2 separate regions of the Mus musculus genome follow, and region 2 is linked to region 1. Evidence: chromatin contacts called from public HiChIP or PLAC-seq data. All regions are on one chromosome and are shown on one strand. The core of a region is the stretch at or near the end of the contact, and the rest is flanking DNA. Distances in the headings are between cores, read along the strand shown.

Evidence for each region. HiChIP or PLAC-seq counts read pairs in DNA pulled down with a chosen protein or histone mark.
Region 2: a FOXA1 HiChIP or PLAC-seq map of pancreatic cancer cells shows a contact between it and region 1. The contact joins two enhancer-like sites. A contact is called at or near these places in 1 of 484 Hi-C or Micro-C datasets (cortical neurons) and 1 of 115 datasets of contacts at active chromatin or transcription factors (pancreatic cancer cells).

What each region holds. Positions count from the first base shown.
Region 1 is chr2:102,036,717-102,040,676 of GRCm38.p6, forward strand. The region is part of intron 4 of Ldlrad3 (low density lipoprotein receptor class A domain containing 3); the gene reads right to left. Among named protein-coding and RNA genes, the nearest start is that of Gm39888, 47 kb to the left of the region's middle. Within about 2 kb of position 2,000, at least 186 of the 459 cell types and tissues checked have an H3K27ac peak or open chromatin away from gene starts, as enhancers often do. A contact at or near this core is called in pancreatic cancer cells, where this site is marked.
Region 2 is chr2:102,826,519-102,830,478 of GRCm38.p6, forward strand. Cd44 (CD44 antigen) reads right to left here. Exons shown (of 9, transcript NM_001039151.1): 6 at 2,024-2,092. Among named protein-coding and RNA genes, the nearest start is that of Gm23731, 69 kb to the right of the region's middle. Within about 2 kb of position 2,028, at least 22 of the 459 cell types and tissues checked have an H3K27ac peak or open chromatin away from gene starts, as enhancers often do. A contact at or near this core is called in pancreatic cancer cells, where this site is marked.

The DNA.
Region 1 (3,960 bases), core at 750-3,249:
AGACATAAGCTATGGCTTCTCTGTCTGCTTCAAAAAAGAAGTGGCTTTCTGTCAGAGACTGACTGGGGACTACTGGAGAACACAGAACAGGATCATGGAGCTGCTCTGCTAGCCACAAGATTTATGAGGCGTGGGATTACCGTGCCCAGTAGGAAAACACTACTCTATCCACTGCACGTCTCTCTAAGCCCATGGAGGGGCACAAAGAGGGGCTTCCCACACCTGCACACTTCAATGCTAAGAGGAGGGAACAACCTGTGCTTGCTATGTCACCAGAAGAAGCCCCTCACGCCCAGCAGGGACCTCAGTGCACAGCTTACACGCCCCCCACTGGCCAGCTGAAGACTCCGTTTCCCCTTTTCCAGAAGTTGATTTGTCTGCCTCTTCCATCGTCAGTGACTCCCCAATCTGGGCTAACAATAATAATCTTATTAATGATGACAGTAATAGCAATTACCATCTGCTCAGGGCGCGCCGTGGGTCACTCTGTGCAGAGGGGACTTTCATGTATTAGTTAATTCACTGCTTAGCAACTCTGTGCTTATCTCTCTTTTACAGATGGGAAACGGAGGACAGAAAGAGGAAGTCTCCTGCCTACGGTCCCACAATCGACACAGGCAGTACAGCTGGGATCTGAACAGAGGCTCCAGCAGCCCATGCACAGAGCGCTTGCTCTCTGCTGCCTTTGTCTAAGACACACGAGGAGGCAGGCACACAGGTTCAACTGCAAAAGGTTCACGGTGAGGCAGGGCAGCCTGTGTGACCCAGGTGAGCAGGGCAGAGGTAGGAGCACCCGGAGAGGCCCTGAGGCAAGAGCATGGCGAGTCTGAGAAACAGAAAGGAGATTTTTCGCTGTGGGAGAAGTGGAGGTCACACGTAGCTGAGAGACTAAAAGGGCATTGTGTAGTTCACAGTGAAAAGTACGGCCACGGGGGCGGGGGAGTGATTTAGGTTTGCAAGCATTCGGACCTATATAAAGAAAAAGTGTGATGGTGAATGTTTATAGTCCCAGAAATTGGGAGGTAAAGACAGGAGGATTCCTGGGGTTCACTGACCAACCTACCCTGGGCGAACCAATGGGTGTTAGTTCTTCAGGAGAAAGGTAGGTAGAGTAAAAAGAATTTTTTACTCTGCTTCTCTTATTCATACATATATACATGTATGCATATATATGTATATAATATATATGTATACACACACACACAAATGCTACAAAATAAGTTTTAAAGAAAGAGTTCTGATTCTAGGACATGTGTTGAGATATCTAAACATCTGCAGAGCCCAATAAGGCATAGTTACAGCAGTCCCAACCTGGGTGGCTTCCATCAAGTAGCTAAGTCCCTGGCTGCATCTGTAAAACAGCAGCAATGATATCCAACTCATAAGGCTGTCATATTAGAAGATTTAAGGCCTCTTAGGATAGTGCCAGGGTCACAGGAGGTCTTGCTTTTACATTCCCTGGTAGACAGACTGTGCCCCTAAACTTCAGGTTACCCCACATATTCATTTGGATGTCTATTTGAGGGGAGGAGGTGAGCCTGATAAGGGTAGAGCTGAGAAACAGAAGGGATGAGGCAAAATTAATCTGTGATCAATACTGCTTGTGGCCATTATGGTGACAGGCAGCAGATAAACACATAAATAGAACCGAAGACCAGCTAACCCCGCCAGCTGTTGCCATCAGCCACTTTGCCCAATTACGCAGGCTGTCGCATAGCCTTCTATCATTAGGCACTCAGTGACATTTTATTTGTGGCTGTCCTCCTCCCTCCCTATTGTATTTAGTCGGCTTTCATCTGGGAAGGTCTAGCTAGCCTCACTCGAGGCTCTGACTTGCGGTAATTTAGAGTTAAGCATTATTTTATAGTCTATGTAAATAATGAGTTAGAAGCAGGCTGGATAAAAGGCAATGCCTGCTTCAGCCAGAGCCTCAGCAGACTGCGGGAGGCTGGGTGGCTGGCACAGACTCTCCCTTAGTCAGGTGCTTGGACAGAAACGGGCCTCAGTCTGGCTGGTCTCCCAGAAGATAAAACAACAGCTGAGCAATGGGCCAGTGTTTCTGGCTAAGGGTCCCCCTTCCCCCAATTTTCTACAATCCTACTCCCAATGATTCATCCCCGTTCTGTGACTACAAGCTTGGCCAAGCCACCTTTCTTTTTTATTTTTTAAAGAATTATTTATTTCTTTTATGTATAATAGTACACGGTAGCTATCTTCAGACACACCAGCAGAGGGCATTGTAGATGGTTGTGAGCCATCATGTGGTTGCTGGGAATTGAACTCAGGACCTCTGGAAGAGCAGTCAGTTCTTTTAACCACTGAGCCATCTCTCGAGCCCCAGTTTTTCTTACTAGAAACAGAGTTATTTCCTATTTCCACACCCCACTAGGCTAGGGCTTGACCACATGACTTGGCTTAGCCAAAGCATCTGTGGAATATGGTATGAGCAGAAAGTTAAGACATTCTTGAGCCAGCGTGCATACCTATCACTCTCCAAAGATGGACAGTGATACAGCGTGGAGGCAATGGAGGTAGGACAGAGCTGAGCCCGGTTTACAGACTGGAGCTACTTGTGGCAGAAAGGAGCCCTGCTACAGACTGGGTGCAACAGGCTGATAAAACATATACTAACACCCATTGGGGCTAGGAGTCCTAGGTCCTGCGTTCTATTCCCAGCAACCCCTCCCTTACTCAAAAGAGTAAAGAAAACAGAAAGGGGAAGCAAGTGCCTAGTGGTATGTGCTGCATATGGCCTGCCTGCCTGCCTGCCTGCCCACTCTGCTATGGGGTGGGGTGTAAGGAGAAGCAGCTGGGCAGGAAATGTTTTGTTCACCCATCACTTTCACTGGGTTATGGGTGTCTCTGTCTGGGGCTGGATCACCTGCATCTAAGCTGCTTCCTGCTTAACAATAGTCTTCACAACAGCAGCAAGCAAGCACACTACAACGAATGACTGCTGGGATGTGTTACAGGACCTACTCTACGGTCAGGTCAGTCTCCTTACCCTTATTTCAACAGTCACAATGAAAAATGGGACAAGTCTAGTTCCCATTTTAAAGAGAGACTGAAGTATGGGACTGTTCCCCCTTGAGTTATAAACAGAGCTGAATTGGGTCCCCAACCCCACGTTGAGCACCATTGCCTTGACAGCTACTCCCAGACTCCGGATGGATTTGGCAAAAGGTTCAACCCAACCCTTGCTTTCAACATCATCTTATAAGCCTGTACTTTCCTGTGTGCCCTTCCCACCCAAACCAGGCTGCAAGATACTGGGATGCATGGCAGGTACTTTGTCCAGCAGTAGCTGGGGGCTTAGCTGAGTCACAGAGTAAGGCTCTGTCATCTGCTTAATGGCTTTACACAAGTCCCATCATGTCCCTACAGCTCATTTTCCCCCTCTATAAATAGAGGGGTCTTAGTGATAAGAATGGCTTCCTTAGAAGCTTACAGTGTGTGTGTGTGTGTGTGTGTGTGTGTGTGTGTGTGTGTGTGATGCTAATGGCAGGGCCTGGCACACAGGGAGGGCCCAGGAACCTTTGCTCTTTGATGGGCTGCGAGTGGCAGGAGGTGAAGTTCTGAGGGAGATGGTGTCATGACTTCTGCTCTTCTGCCCTGCTCAGTCTTGAGAAGGAGGCAGCCATCTGATCTCAACACTGTACACTGTGCAGGAAGCCGAGATGCACAACACTTGTAGTGTAAATAGAGGCTGTCCATTCCAAGGACAAATAGTGAGCCACCGAGCTCTCTGCTTACAGTATCTGCTGCTGCCCAAGTCCCCTGCCTGTTTTTTGACTTTCAAGTTGCACCACATTTATCCCCAAGAATAATAATTTACTAAACATGCCAACCCATATAGTAGAGGGAGATGAGCCAGTGGGGGTGGGGTGGGGTGGTGCTGCTGCCGCAACTAGCCCATTTCATGCTGGGGTAGATGCCCTCTGTTCTCCTATACATCTATAT
Region 2 (3,960 bases), core at 778-3,277, 790 kb after region 1:
GGCAGAGAGAGTGGAGCACACAAATCAGCGGAAGGGGAGGGGCTTGGATGACTGAGACCCTCACCCAGTGTGTATCTACCTGGATGGGACAAAATTAGGCGCTTCCAGCAAGCTTCTGTATGCAATCTCTGCTGCTCCACAGGCTACACTCAAAGTTGTAGGGATCGCTTGGCTTTGGAAACTGTGCCTTCAAACAATAATCTCTTACTTTCTCAATACCTTGACTTTTACACAAAATCTCTATTACTGAAGTAGGTGACCGGAGGTTTACTTTTACTAACAAGGAAACTAAAGCTGGGGAATGCCAAGTGTGCTAAAGACCCTGGTGAGCTTGAACCATTACTTTCTTTTTAGGATAATTTCCAAAGAGCCCTACACCCCAGAGCTCCTACATTTAAGGGCTGTCACCAAAGCCACCATGTAAATATCCATCCATCCCCAGATTCATTAGAACACTAGAGGCGGCACTTGCATCAAACTCATGCAGCAGAGGCTGCTAATTTTTATGGATTTTCTGGATCTTATGGACCACATAGATTTGTAATAATTAGGAGCTCATAGAGGAAGTGGTAAGAGACATCTCTGTAATCCCAGCATTAGGGATTAGAAGTAGGTTTGCCTCCTGTCAGACTTTGCTGCCTGGAGTAATGTTTCTAGGGGTTCATCTGAGTCATGGCCAACAGCAGTCTATTTAATAATGCATGTCTGGCAGTAATTATGGTCATTATGGAATTTTCTTCCAGACTGGGCTTAGGCAAGGCAATATGAGACCCAGGCTTGAAACCTGGCTCCACCACTCTCTGGTCATATCAACTTGGCAAGTTGCTTCCCTCCTCTTACCTTTCTTACCTCTTACCTCAGTCTCCTCATCCGTAATAAGGTGATGATAACAGTGTTTTCATATATTATAGGGTTTGCAAGGTAATTAGATATGTTAACAGTAAATGAGCTCTAAATTCCCTGGTATTGGGATCACTTGCCCTATGGAAATATCAGTTTCATGTAGTTCAATGTAGAAATGAAATGCTTTGCTTAATCTTTCTGGCACACAGTAAATTCTGAAATGCTGGCTACATTATGAGATTTATGCTAAACATTTTCTAGGTATTTATTCTGTCATTTGGTTGTAAAGAGTGCCCTGTGACAATATCTCCAGATTATCAGCTAGAACATTGAATCTCAGACCCTGTCATCATCTTTCTCAATTTAGAGGTAAATGAATGATGATCAAAGCCAAGCTATTTCATGCCTAAAGAGTTCTCTTTTTGACTCCATAATGGGGCAGTGTAAAATGGGGTTGTCCTTGTTAGGGTCACATAGTGTGATGAACACCATGACCAAAAGCCACTTGGGGATGAAAGGGTTTATTTGGCTTATGTGTTACAGTCCATTGAGGGAAGTCAAGGCAGGAGGAACTCAAACATGGCTGGAGGCAGGGTGATGCAGAGGCCATGGGGGAAAGTACTGCTCACTAGCTTGCCCTTGGTGACTCATTTTGCTTCCTTATAGAATAAAGGAGCACCAACCGAGCAGTGGTCTCACCTACAACAGAGTTGGGCCACCCCATGTCAATCATTAACTATAAAAATGTCCTACAAGTTTGCCTACAGCCCAGTTATATGGAGGCATTTTCTCAATTGAGGCTCCCTTCTCTGAGATGACTCTAGCTTGTTTGTGCCATAAAACTAGCCAGCAGAGAAGTATTGCTTGAATCCTTCCAGACCCTTTCACATGGACGCTCTTTTGCCACAGTGTCAGTTGTCTAAGTAGAGTGCCCATCCCAGTAGAATCAGGATGACTGGGAATTTATTAAGAATACAAGTGTTTGGGCTCCACCCCAGACTTACTGAATCAGAAACTTTGGGGTGGGGTCCAGCAAAGTGACTTAATAAGCCTTCCCTGAGACTGAAAATATATGTTTTAAAAAAAAGTGTGAAATAATTCTCTAGGGACAGTGATGCATGTTTCATTAGCAATCATCGGGTTCGGAGATTATAACAGTGACTAAACATTTTAAACTCACCAGCTAATTCGGATCCATGAGTCACAGTGCGGGAACTCCCCCTGGAGTCCTTGGATGAGTCTCGATCTCCTAGAGTAATAAAGCAATAAAAACCAGTCAGCACTGTATCTCCATTCACACTGTCATCTCCCTTTCTGTTGGTTGCGTTTTCGGAAAGCCATCATCTGCTAACAACAAGGAAGAAGGCACTGCTCATCCTTTGAGACATTGTTGAACAGGCTGGATCCTTAATCAACATGAAGGAAACTCAGGCAGCACAGGTCATCCCAGATGAGCACTAAAAATACCGTGCGGGTAGAAATCCAAGAACAGAGCTAAAGGCTATTCTGAGAAAAATATGATGATGCTTTCACAGGGCTGAGTTTTGAATGAGATACTTCATAGCTTGGATAAGGATTGTGATACTGGAATGTGATCACTTAAATGGGTGCAATGTGGCTCAGACCATCCAGCATAAAAAGAGATTTCTCTGAATCTGAAACAAAAGAATCTTAGGAATGAACGAGGCAAAAGCTCAAAGGGAAAATCAAACTATTTATCCAGAGAGGAGAAAGGTCAACCCTAAGTGTATTAAGAACCAGTGAAATGGTGTGAGTGACAGGCAGCTGGGCATCAGAAGTCTCAGTTCATATTTAAAAAAAAAAAAAGGTTAAGCCCACATGATCAGCAACCATTGATAATTCAGGTCACATAGTAACTTGGTGTCCTATTGTCAAACTTTCAGTTTCCACTAAGGCCCAATAGCAGACCAAGAGCTGTTTTTCAAAGGGAGAATAGCTGTCTGCAGATGATGGTAGCTTCGCCCCATTGGCTCCTCAGCCAAGGACATACAAATGTCTGAACCTGCGGTTCCTCTCATACTGAGCAGGATTACCATGGCAACAACACATCATCAGTAGGGTAAAACTAACCTGTCTCACAATGGTCTAACCTTCTCAAATACCCATCACCAGAAAGCTCTAGGTAGAGACAAACTCAAGTGACTAATTTTAAATCCAAATTATACGATCAAATCATATGGGAAACAATATACACAGACAACAGGGGTTCCAAAAGTTGGTACAGATCATTACAAGGGTGCCTAGAAAAAGAATACAGTGAAATGCACGGTATGTGATTCCCTGCTTAGGAGAGGCAAACTTGCTTGTAGTTGCACATAACTATTGCAGAGAGACCGCTTTGTTCCTTGGAGAAAAGACCACCGCATTTGATGAAATGCCACACCAACAGTCCCACCACCAAAATCACCATTTTCAAAGCCAGCGCCTTTACCAGGCCCATCACCACAACTGCCATCGCATGTTTCAGTGTTTTACATTCAGTGTACAGAAATACTTATGAACAGAAAAATACACTCCGTGGTTCTTCTGAATTAAAACAGGGAATGGGAATCAGACCATTTACTGATCACTGAATTCACAAAGAACTGAAGGACACCCCTCAGCACCATTGCCTTTCTTACATTAATCAGAAGGGATCAGCACATGGGAGTACTAATTTGGTAGAAAGAGTTTTACTTGATAGCAATTAGACTCTGAAAACCACCTAAGAAACTATATCCAAGATTGTCATTTTAAATACAAATCCATTAAGTGGCATGATGGGGCCATTCTAGCATTGAGAACATTTGTTTCTCCTTTGATTCATGCTGCATGAATCTAACAACATTTGAAGTTTTTAATGAGGAAAAGAAGATTATTAATAAGGACAATAACCAAAAGCCTTCAGAGTGTAAGGGGGTTTGATCTTGCCATTACTGCTGAAGTTGCTATTTTTAAAGCACCTAGAGTGGGAAGCCAGAGGGAATGTGCTAAGCATGTAACACCTTGGATTTTCCCTCCCTCCATCAATCAGAATGTCACCACTGCCATTTGCTTTGCATATGGGATTTCCATGAGATCATTTTCTTATCTTTGTCTTTTGGGAGAGTGGAGGAG